Regions from separate parts of the Rattus norvegicus genome. Here region 2 is linked to region 1. A link is a contact called in public Hi-C data. All regions are on one chromosome and are shown on one strand. The core of a region is the stretch at or near the end of the contact, and the rest is flanking DNA. Distances in the headings are between cores, read along the strand shown. Region 1 holds the start of Kcnj2 (potassium inwardly-rectifying channel, subfamily J, member 2). Region 2 has its middle 440 kb from the start of Kcnj2.

Region 1 (5,235 bases), core at 1,155-3,654:
AGCAATCTGTATCACTCACTGCTCCAAAGAGAGCATATTTATCCCAACCCTGATACTTTGGCACGGTAGAGATTTCCTAATAGGGATGGGGTAAAAAGCCATTTATTAATTAAAAGGTGCAGTTACAGGGAAGCTATGCAAATCTAACAAATGCTGAACACGTTTTAGTCAAAATTAAATCCTTGGTGTTTGGTAAACTAAACAATGAAGGGAAAGCCTCTTCTTAGCCTGGGAAGCTGCTCGTAAAAATCTAATTTCTGTGAACTTTCTCCATCTAGATACCTGCCCTGTGGCCTGTCATTTACTCAGTCCCTGGGAGAGGACTGAGAGTAAAGTCTATGATTGGCAGAAAGACTAGAGTCATTATTTTATCTGCCTCTACAGCAAAATGTACACAGCCAAACAAAGGCGAAGAGTATTGCACTCGTTTCTTTAATGACCCTTCCCGTTCTATGAAACTGTCTTGGCTTGGAGCTTACTGGTTTTCCTGAGAGTGGACTGTTAAAATAAAACAACGGTGAACTAGAAAACACTTCCCTTTTCTGGGTAGCTGGGCTATTTCAAACAGAGAGCCTTACCTATGGGGGAAAGGGGGTGGGGGTGTTCCTACAGTTTGGAAAATTCTTCACCATCCACTTATGAAGTGAGCCCCAACCCAGAAGAAAGACAAGGGGAAAAAAATTAAAACATAAATGAGCTGTTAACTCCTTCTCTATGCCTTGGCTAATGAAGGGTTAATTTTTCTGTCGCCGGATTCTTTTCGCTTCAGGCTACAGCCTGGGTTCTAAGCTATTTATAAATAATATATGGCTTAATATATGATAAGGAAGACCTCCCCTGCGGGGAGACAATATCCCATTATAAGAGGTTTTAAAAGGCGACCCTCAGTATCAGGGCTTGACATAGTCAGCCTCAGCAAATGAAACACCATTTGTATATTAAAACAGTCCTAGGGCTTGCATGACCTACTGTAGAGCCCCTTAAGTGACTTGCTCATGCTGGAGGGGGGGGGCAGGGGCGGGGGAAGGCTTCTTAAGGCAAAAGCGAAAATCTATGCACATTTCACCAGCACCTCCTAGGGGCCAAGTGCGGATGTGGGACGAGGAGGCGGGCATCCACGCAGTAACTCAGAAAGGTTCCTTTCAACTCTGCTACACAGAAAAGCGCGCCCTGCTCCTACCACCTAGAATGCGAAATACTTTGTAGAAGTTGTTTGGTGACTCAAGGAGGTCTTCAGGGGTTTAAGTTAAAGGTAGGCAGGATGCTTTGGGGGCGCTTGAAGCATAATCATTAAACCGGACTGCAAACTTCGTGGAAGATAAAACAAGAAAAGACTCCTAAACGTATCACGTTCTTTTAAAAGCAAAGCTTCGCTATGATCCCAATGTACTCAGAGATAATATACACCCGCTTTACACACAGTCACTCGGGAATTCATTTATAAACTGTCAGGATGCAGGTGCTAACCGAGGCTGGCTTTTGAAGGTCTGCAGTACTCTTGCCTGGTTGCTGGGAAGGAGGACTGGGAGGCGCTGGGGCGAAGGCAGAGCTGAGAGTCTGTAGGAGTTGCTGTTCCGGAGAATTCATTACCCTCTAATTGTTCTGGTTTAACGTGAGCAGAGCGTGCCGGGCGGTGGTGGAGAGAAAGATTGAGGGCGGACAAGGCGAGAGAGGAACCAGCGGCTCCCTCCCTTCCCCCACATATCCCGGAGAAGTCCAGGAGCTTTTTTGTTTGTAAGTGATTCACCGCCATTCGCGAGGAGAAACAGCTCAGTCAGACAAGCAATCGCTAGCACATCTAAATCTCGCCGGCTATTGAGTGCGGGTCCGGGGGAGCCTTTCCAGGTTTAATATAAAGATTATCCGCGAACTGCAGCTGAATGCTCTGTGGGTTTCGACAGCCTACAGGCTGGAGAAGGGATAGAGGGAGACGCACCCCAGTGATCATTCATTCCGTCCCTGCTGCAGACGTCTTTCCCAGGCACTGCCACCTCTCCCGGGCCCTTACTTGAACACGTACAGCCGGCCTCCGCCTTGGAAAGAAACCGGGAAGTGTGGGTCTCAGAGAACCCAGTGGGAAGCTTTGCCCAAGGCCAGGCTGCAATTAGGCAGCTGCATGGCGGCTGAGCTTCCCACCTGTTGCTGTCCCCTCTGGGCCGCGACTTCCTCCTCCTTGGCCCAGAGCTGGACTCTCAGACCAGGCTAGGCAGCTGGAGGAGGTAGAGGAAGCCACCGCAGGTTCCGAGGCTGGCAGAGCCACGGGCCGCGGGTGTAAAGATCCTCCTCCTCCTGGTGGCGGTTCCCCGGGTTGGCAGCGCAGTCAGGTGCGCTCCGATTGGTCAGCAGTGGGCAGGGGGCGGAGCCAGCAAGGCTGGTTATCACAGGGACCGCCTCAAAAGCTTCCAGGCTATCGCAGAGCGCACTGGAGCCCTGGCCAGCGCGCAGCCTTCCCGGCGCCGGCAAGCAGGGTCTTGGGAATTCTCACTTGCTTCGGCTCACTCTCTTTCACAAAAACCACTGGATCTTACATGCTTCTGTAACCCCCACTTCCACTCCATGTCCCCATGATCCTGTGCCAGCAACAGGTAAGGGCTTCTGTGTTTTCTTCCTGTTCTCTCGGTTGTCTGTGTGTGTGTGTGTCCAGGGCAATGAACTTGCGCCACCGTCACAGCTCCGGCAGCTCCGGAGGTGTCCAGTTGTCAGACCGCTGTATTGCTTTCCTCTCGCAAGCTTTGGAGCCCCGGCTCGTTGCCTATATAGTTTGTGTGCGCACCAGAACATCCTCCGAGCTAAAAATACTGAGACACGCTTGGAAGAGTTGAGCAATAGAAACAGATTTCTCTGCAGCATCTGTTTGTGCTCATAACTTCCAATGCACCAGCTGTAGCTAGATATTGGGTTTAGAGTCAAGCGTGAGCCTGGCGTGGATTCTTCCTCTTATTGCGGTCGAGAGGGAGGAAGAGAAGGTGGCTAGAGATTGGTCTGACCGAGAGACTCAGCACTTAATCTAGATCCTTAGTGTTTGGGGAGGGGGTTTCCTTGCTACAAATACAGCACAAAATTCGAGAGTGAGCATCTCAAGTCTCAAAGTTCCTTTGCTGAAGGGGGGAAAAAAAGAGTAGCAGCCGGAGTTGGATTTTAGCCTCAAGACCGCAAAACTTTCCCATCCTGTCAGTCTCCCCTAAGTACTTTGCTGTTCTTAGTAATAATGGTGTAAATCCCTCATTTGAAGACGATGTGGTTTTAGGGAAGCAATGATCGAAGCAACTTGATTCTAGGAGGAAAAAAAGACTGCTTCGTAACGTGTACTCCTATGACAGTTGAGGGAGAAACCAAGATAGGAAATGGGTTGTCGCATGTCTGTCTGGTTCAGTCAGTCAGTGGAGACTTGGATGAGGCTGTCTATTCCAAAGATCTTCACAGACTCCGAAGATACCTGGCATGAAATAAAGGCGTTGCTTGAAAACCTGTTTTGGTTAAACATAGAAGAGAATTAATATCTCCTTTTATTATTTGTTGTCCCTTCCTATTAATAATTAATAGACACTCATATTCCCTTTTGCAAACCAGCTCTGTACATGCACTGTGAGCTATCACCACATTTGTCTGCCTTGTCTTGCTCACATCCAGGGCTTTTATTTTTATTTTCACTGCACACGCACGTATACACACACACACACACACACACACACACACACACACACACACACACTTCCTGATGCCCAGGAGAGATAGGTTACTTCAAGTATGGGGGAACAGTGACAGTTGGGGTCAAGGTCATCTCAATTTGTTTTGTGCCTCTCACTCCACATTGTGGTATTCCATATATATTATATATATATATATAGTATATATTATTGATATCTGTAAAGGATCTTGTTTTGTACCTCTGTGAAATTACTTAAACAAACAAACAAAGCAGTCAGTATCTTTCACACACTCCTTATCAAAACCCTCTGGTTAGGTGGCCTTCTTTGAATTCTGAGTAGTTTAGAAGCTTGCCCACCCCCACCCCACCCATCTTTCCCTGAATGGTTGTACCCTTTTAAAACGTTTAATAAAAGATGTAAATTCTTATTTACTAAACACACGCTGCCCTTGGCATGTACACGTGCTTCGAGTTGCCACAAACAGGGCTGTGTGTCAACGTTAGAGACAGCACTCGCACAGATATAAATGGGTGTCTTACCACTGCTCCCCCCCCTGCACTTGTCCTTCCCCCTCCTTTCTGTTTACTGAGTCTCACAGAGGTTGCTCTGCAGCCATAGGACTCACATAGCAACTTGTGCCCAGAGCACTCTGGGGCTGGTCTACATGGCGTCAGCTGGGGAATAGCTGCTCCAAGCACTCATTAGCGGTCTTCTCTCACCCAGCACCTTTTCTTCTGCTATCTCCTATCTTTAGTTAGAAATGTATTTTCTCACTGAGATTCAATAACCCTCTGGTGGGACACTGTGATTATCTGATTATCATATATTCTTCCCAAGCATCTTTATCTGGTTTTCATGAACCCTACTGGAGGTGTTTCATTCATACGTATGTGTGTGTATATGTATATGCATATATATGTATATGTATATGTGTATGTATATATATATATTATTTCTTCCATTTCTCCCTGCATATCCCTCCATATCTCCCCTCTCTCTCCTTTAATATCTACCTAAGATTGAGACGCTGAACTGTTTTTTCCATTGCTTATGCTTAATTTTGGATCTGCCTATAAATAGTCTTATCATGAACAGCAGCACATGTAGGCTCTCAATTTCCCAGAAATACTTTCAACCTCATTGGTCGTGGCTTGGCTGAAGTGATTATTCATGGCCATGGAGTAGAGATCTAGATCCTTACGTATTTTTGCTTTAAGGGGAGGGGGTGCATTTCTATATCCTCTACCAAATCCAGTATTGGCTCTCTAGACAGCCTTCAGGGAGGCAAGAGTATCTGAATACATTATGAGTTAGCTGTTTCTCAGAACATCTCTTTGGAATAATACTGCATGGAAGGCCTTTTCCGAGAGGTTTCGGTGATCCCCACTGAGGGAGGAGAGGGCCAGGGAACTTTCTGCTTGTTTGACGTCACCAGGACATGTGGATCTGTCAACAGCAAAGACAAGTGCACTCTAAAGACAGTTAACCTGCCAGACCGTAGCAGGTTCTAGATGTTTGCAATTGTGAACAGCTCCCTAAAAGTCCGAGGACATATGTCACGTGTGTGCACATAGGCACACATTAC
Region 2 (5,128 bases), core at 1,455-3,954, 440 kb after region 1:
GGAGAGGTTGTGCCTAATCCTTTAGAAACTTTATGTACCAGGGAAAGGGGATGTCCAGGGGGAGCACCCTTTCAGAGGCAAAGGGGAAAAGGAGAATGGGTGAAGGACCCTGGGAGAGGGAACTGGGACAGAGGACAACATTTGGAATGCAAATAAATGGAATAATCAATTTTTTTAAAAAAAGAAACAACACAGTTGCCTGAAATAGAATATAAAGGCCCACTTCTCAACGTCTACAATATTAATGTGGGGTACCTGGGTTATTTATTAAAGCAATTGTTAGTCACTGGAAGAAAACCCATAAGTAAATTCTCATTTCTGAAACATAACTCCTACGAAAGGTGCAATACTGACAATAATAACTGGTAAACAGACTTGTAAATTTTGTGAATTTCTGCAATAGCTTGACCTCCTTTTTTTTATTATCAATATGTCTACTTTATACTGGAGATCTTTCCAGTGGGACTGATGTCTTAACTGCACTGTGTGGACTATGAGGTATTGGGCAAAATGGAGCAGTCTGACCATCTAGAAATTTCTGTTCGTATCACCTAGACAGGCATTTTTTTTATATTTTTTATCATTATTAACTTGAGTATTTCTTTTTTTTTTTTTTTTTTGGTTCTTTTTTTCGGAGCTGGGGACCGAACCCAGGGCCTTGCGCCTTGCGCTTCCTAGGTAAGCTGCTCTACCACTGAGCTAAATCCCCAGCCAACTTGAGTATTTCTTATTTACATTTCGATTGTTATTCCCTTTCCCGGTTTCCAGGGCAACATCCCCTAACCCCTCCCCATCCCCTTCTCTATGGGTGTTCCCCTCCCCATCCTCCCCCCCATTACCACCCTCCCCCAACAATCATGTTCACTGGGGGTTCAGTCTTGGCAGGACCAAGGGCTTCCCCTTCCACTGGTGCTCTTACTAGGATATTCATTGCTACCTATGAGGTCAGAGTCCAGGGTCAGTCCATGTATAGTCTTTAGGTAGTGGCTTAGTCCCTGGAAGCTCTGGTTGCTTGGCATTGTTGTACATATGGGGTCTCGAGCCCCTTCAAGCTCTTCCAGTCCTTTCTCTGATTCCTTCAACGGGGGTCCCGTTCTCAGTTCAGTGGTTTGCTGCTGGCATTTGTCTATTAGACAGGCTTTTTTTTTTTTTTTTGGTGTTTGTTTGTTTATAGAAATGTCCAGTCACTCAGCACATTGCGGTACAGAATGCTGACTTCATGGTTCTCAGGCTTAGACAGGCATTTTTAAAGCCTACTCCAAGTGAGTTTTCTCCAGCATTTAGCAACTGTTATACTAAAGTAGGCATTCTAGAATTTCCCACAGGGGGCACTAATTAAAAAAGAGTCCCCAAGTGGCCTTCAGACATCCAAGGATGGATCCTCATGTCACATCAGTCTTTCAATGCCTCTCCTTTCTTTTCCTAACCTATGGGCCTCCGATTAGACAGACTGCATGGGTTTTCCTGTTTTCTCAGGATCTGACACTGGAGAACCAAGTGTAACTTCACTTGATACTCCAGTGAAAGGGAGTGAGTGAGCGATGAGATGAACTTTGAACGTCCCTGATTCAGTGTTCCCTGGTACGTATTGAAATCACCATACACCTGCAACTTCACTCAGTTTTGCCTTTTATGGGTAGCCTGGAAAAGTTTATGGGTATTATCTTGTTAATGAACAAAATCATTGTAGGTCACTGTGGATAAATGAGTGAGGCTGTGAGCTTCCGTTCAACATGACTACTTTTGTTGTTCGGGTAAATTCAATGTTTTCCCAATATGAGCATATTATAATGCTTTCAAAATAAAAGTGAAGCAGGGCTACCGTGGATTTAGCCGGCAGAGTCACCTCCCACCCTTACAGGAATGACCACTCGCAGTTCGTTCGTCCACAGTTAAACTTGGTCTTTTCGTGTTTCATGTCCAATCTGACTGGACCAGTATCACTAGTTTCCTAGGAAACCTTGTAAACCAATCTTTACATAACTGCCTGTGCCCACTGTTGGAATCGAGCCACTTCTGGGGACAGGCACGGCAGCTGCTCCTGCCCCATAGCAACACTTCACACAACAGCGTGGGAGGACTGCAAAGAAGAAAAATATACTTAAATTAAACTGCCCTGGGGAGGGCGAGCGACCAGGGCAGAAGATACTAGTCTACAGGCTTGCTCTGAAGGAGAAAACGGTGAATTTTTAATGAACAGAGAGAAGCGGTCTTTGGTTTCATCTCCTGCTTCTAAAGCTCCGGTGCATATTTAAATGCTCGCCTGACAGGTCTTTCTTTTTAAACACACTACCAGGGAATTAATTATATTTTTTTAATTCGACGGCTTTTATTTCGCACCGGAGCGATGAAATAAACCGCTAGCCGCCAAGAATAAAAGTCACTGTGTTACGCTTCTGCATAATGTCTGTTTCTCCCCCAAATCGGTGACACTTCACTCAACCACTTGTCTAGCGTTGCCAAAACAGAGATGGCAATAAAAATACGCCAGGCTCTCTTCAACACAGAAAGAAGAAAAGCAGTATATTAATAGCAACCGTTCGTTGAACCACAATTCACAAAATACGGGTTAGAAATAAGAAGAGTAAAGTCAAACTTTCAGGTGAAAGGGAAACAGAACACGTGGAACTGAGAGCCGTGCAAGGTGTTGTCGTTCGTTTTGCATAAACGCTCCCACATAAAGGGACAAAAGGGAGACTGGTCTTCAATTGAGCTCTGCGCTCTCCACACCCAGGATACTGGCCACCACTTCCCTTTTGGGAGGGTACCCTTTCCCCCCAGCACAAAGGCGCCATCTGTTGGCCAAACCAACCAGAAGTGTTTTCATTTGTTTTGGGTGTTCTGGTCCATTTGAAAGAAGTCAATGCTTCTCTACTGGAACTCCTTCATGGGATGTGGATTCTAAGAGAATTTCATGTACAAATAATAAACTTTATTAAACAAACACTGGGGCAGGATCCATGATTTGTGGAGACCCAACAAAAGATAAACATTGAAATCTATACCCCTGAGAGCAGAAAGTGATGTCAAGATACTTGTGAATAAAACCTTTCCTTTCTCTTGGCAGTGACATCTCTCAAGTTGCCAGTGTCTTTTGTGCGCCTGACGTTATTCATTTGCTATACCTCTAGTTTTAATAAGTTACAATGTATAATTATCATGGCTTCTCTGACCTACTGCATTTTGCGATGTCAATTTACAAAACCAGAGAACATCTCCCTAGTGACTCTAAGTCCCTGAATTTCCTCCTTTAATCGACTGATTATGTAAAAGTTAACTAAAAAATTAAGTATTTTTTGTTCTTTAAAAAAAATTTAAGTAAAAGAAAAGAAGGAAAAGAATCTGAAATGTGAATAGAGTTTCCATCTCTGTGGTTGATTCCAGAATTACTGGTTATCTGACACAGGAAAGAAAGCAATACACCTAAGGAAACCTGGGATATGAAGGTTGGTCCTCTGTGTTTTCCAGAATGACATTTTTTTCCCTCACTAGTTAACAACTTCTGGCTTTAATGGAAATTTGGACTTTAATAATGTTGGAATATCCACCAGACCCTCTACGTTTTGTACATACTGAAGCCTTCCCAACCTCAAAGACCTAGCTGGGTGCTACATCCAGTGTCCTAGCCCTAAACTGGATGGACAGCGCTAATTGAACTTCCCACCACCTAAGCTATTTTCTACATTGCCTCTTAGCAATGCAAGGTAAGTCCCTATGGCCAAAGACACCATGTACTTTGTACATAGGACCCAGAGGATCTGATCTGGATCTGATTTTTCAGTCTCTTCCCTCGGGCTAGCCTTCGTAATACTAGAAGTTTTCATGCAAGCTTTCAAGGGAAGAAAACAACCAACCCGTCTATCCAGATATTATGCCTATAAACTACAATGACCAGCGATGTTCTATAACCCTACGAGTGCAATAGTAGTATATATTTCTTGGGGATAACCAACAGCTTTTTAACGAGACTTAAAGCCCGCTCAACGAGAAAGAAATTGTGCTTGGTTCTGGAAACCAGGTTCTCCTGGCTAGTGAGGTCATGGGTCTCGGAAAGAAACTGCAACTATCACTTTACTAAATGAGGGTAATTTCTAACTGCATTCCAAATACTTGTCTGTATGACCACAGGTAAGTGCAGGCCTCACCTCTTATCGAAGGAACTTTCCTTTGCAAAAGAAAGAGATCGTTACGGAAAATCACAACTTCTTAAAATGCAGAGGATGAGGACTGATCCCGAGGTGCCTGGCTCAATCCGACTGATCCATCTAAAATACAACTCCCTCGCCAGTGGCTTAGGGATTGAAGCAGAAGATGGGGGCAGATGGTGAGAGTCAGGAAACCAAGGAAGTTTGCTGTCATGTCGTGTCCTAAAAGGGTCAGAGGGGCTGACCATGAAGTCTCATGGATATTGCTGCCCAAATAGGACCCAAACAAGGACACCAGCAATATATATGCTAACACAGAAGGAGAATCTCATAAGCTCCAACCCTAGACACTGAACTGCAGGCAACCAAGAAATGCTGAGAACAGGACAAACATTCCTCTTCAGCTCTCCGGGTAAGGATTCTGCAGAACTCCCCAATCAATTATCCCATACAATCATTCCTGAAATCATATATAAACACCATTAAAATAAATAGCCATATTTTTTATTATCTTTAATCTTTTTGTTACAGCCCAGTCATTACACCCCTCCTGTTCTGCCCTCCCACAGTTCCTCATCCCATTCCTCCTCCCCATCTCCAAAAGGATGACCCCATCCCCCCAAACACCTGACACCCCACCAGGCCTCCCCATTCCCTGAGGCCTGTCCTCTCTCAGCGGTTAGGTGCATCTTCTCTCATTGAGGCCAGATCAGGCCATCCTCTGCTGTCTATGTGCCTGGGCTTCGGACCAGCTAGTGTATGCTGCCTGGTTGGTGCCTTGGTACATGAGAGATCTTGATGGCCCATGTTGTTGAGACTGCTGGTCTTCCTGTGGGGCCACAGTCCTCCTCAACTTCTTCCAGCCTTTCCCTAATTCAACCACAGAGGTCCCCGGCTTCAGGCCATTGGTTGGATGTAAGTATCTATTTTTGTCTCAGCCCCTCCTCTGTAACATTTCACTTAACTTCTAAAATGTGAGTTAA

The links. Hi-C and Micro-C count contacts between places; a contact is called where the count stands out from the background.
Region 2: a contact with region 1 is called in a Hi-C map of Schwann cells, with 8 times the contacts expected there. The contact joins the enhancer-like site here to the promoter of Kcnj2 in region 1. A contact is called at or near these places in 3 of 12 Hi-C or Micro-C datasets (Schwann cells, frontal cortex and mammary epithelial cells).

What each region holds. Positions count from the first base shown.
Region 1 is chr10:96,557,821-96,563,055 of GRCr8, forward strand. Kcnj2 (potassium inwardly-rectifying channel, subfamily J, member 2) reads left to right here and starts at 2,405. Exons shown (of 2, transcript NM_017296.2): 1 at 2,405-2,585. LOC120095206 (a long non-coding RNA gene) reads right to left here and starts at 2,367. Exons shown (of 2, transcript XR_005490516.2): 1 at 2,137-2,367; 2 at 1-2,033.
Region 2 is chr10:96,994,042-96,999,169 of GRCr8, forward strand. No RefSeq gene overlaps it. Among named protein-coding and RNA genes, the nearest start is that of Kcnj2, 440 kb to the left of the region's middle. Within about 2 kb of position 2,705, at least 32 of the 93 cell types and tissues checked have an H3K27ac peak or open chromatin away from gene starts, as enhancers often do.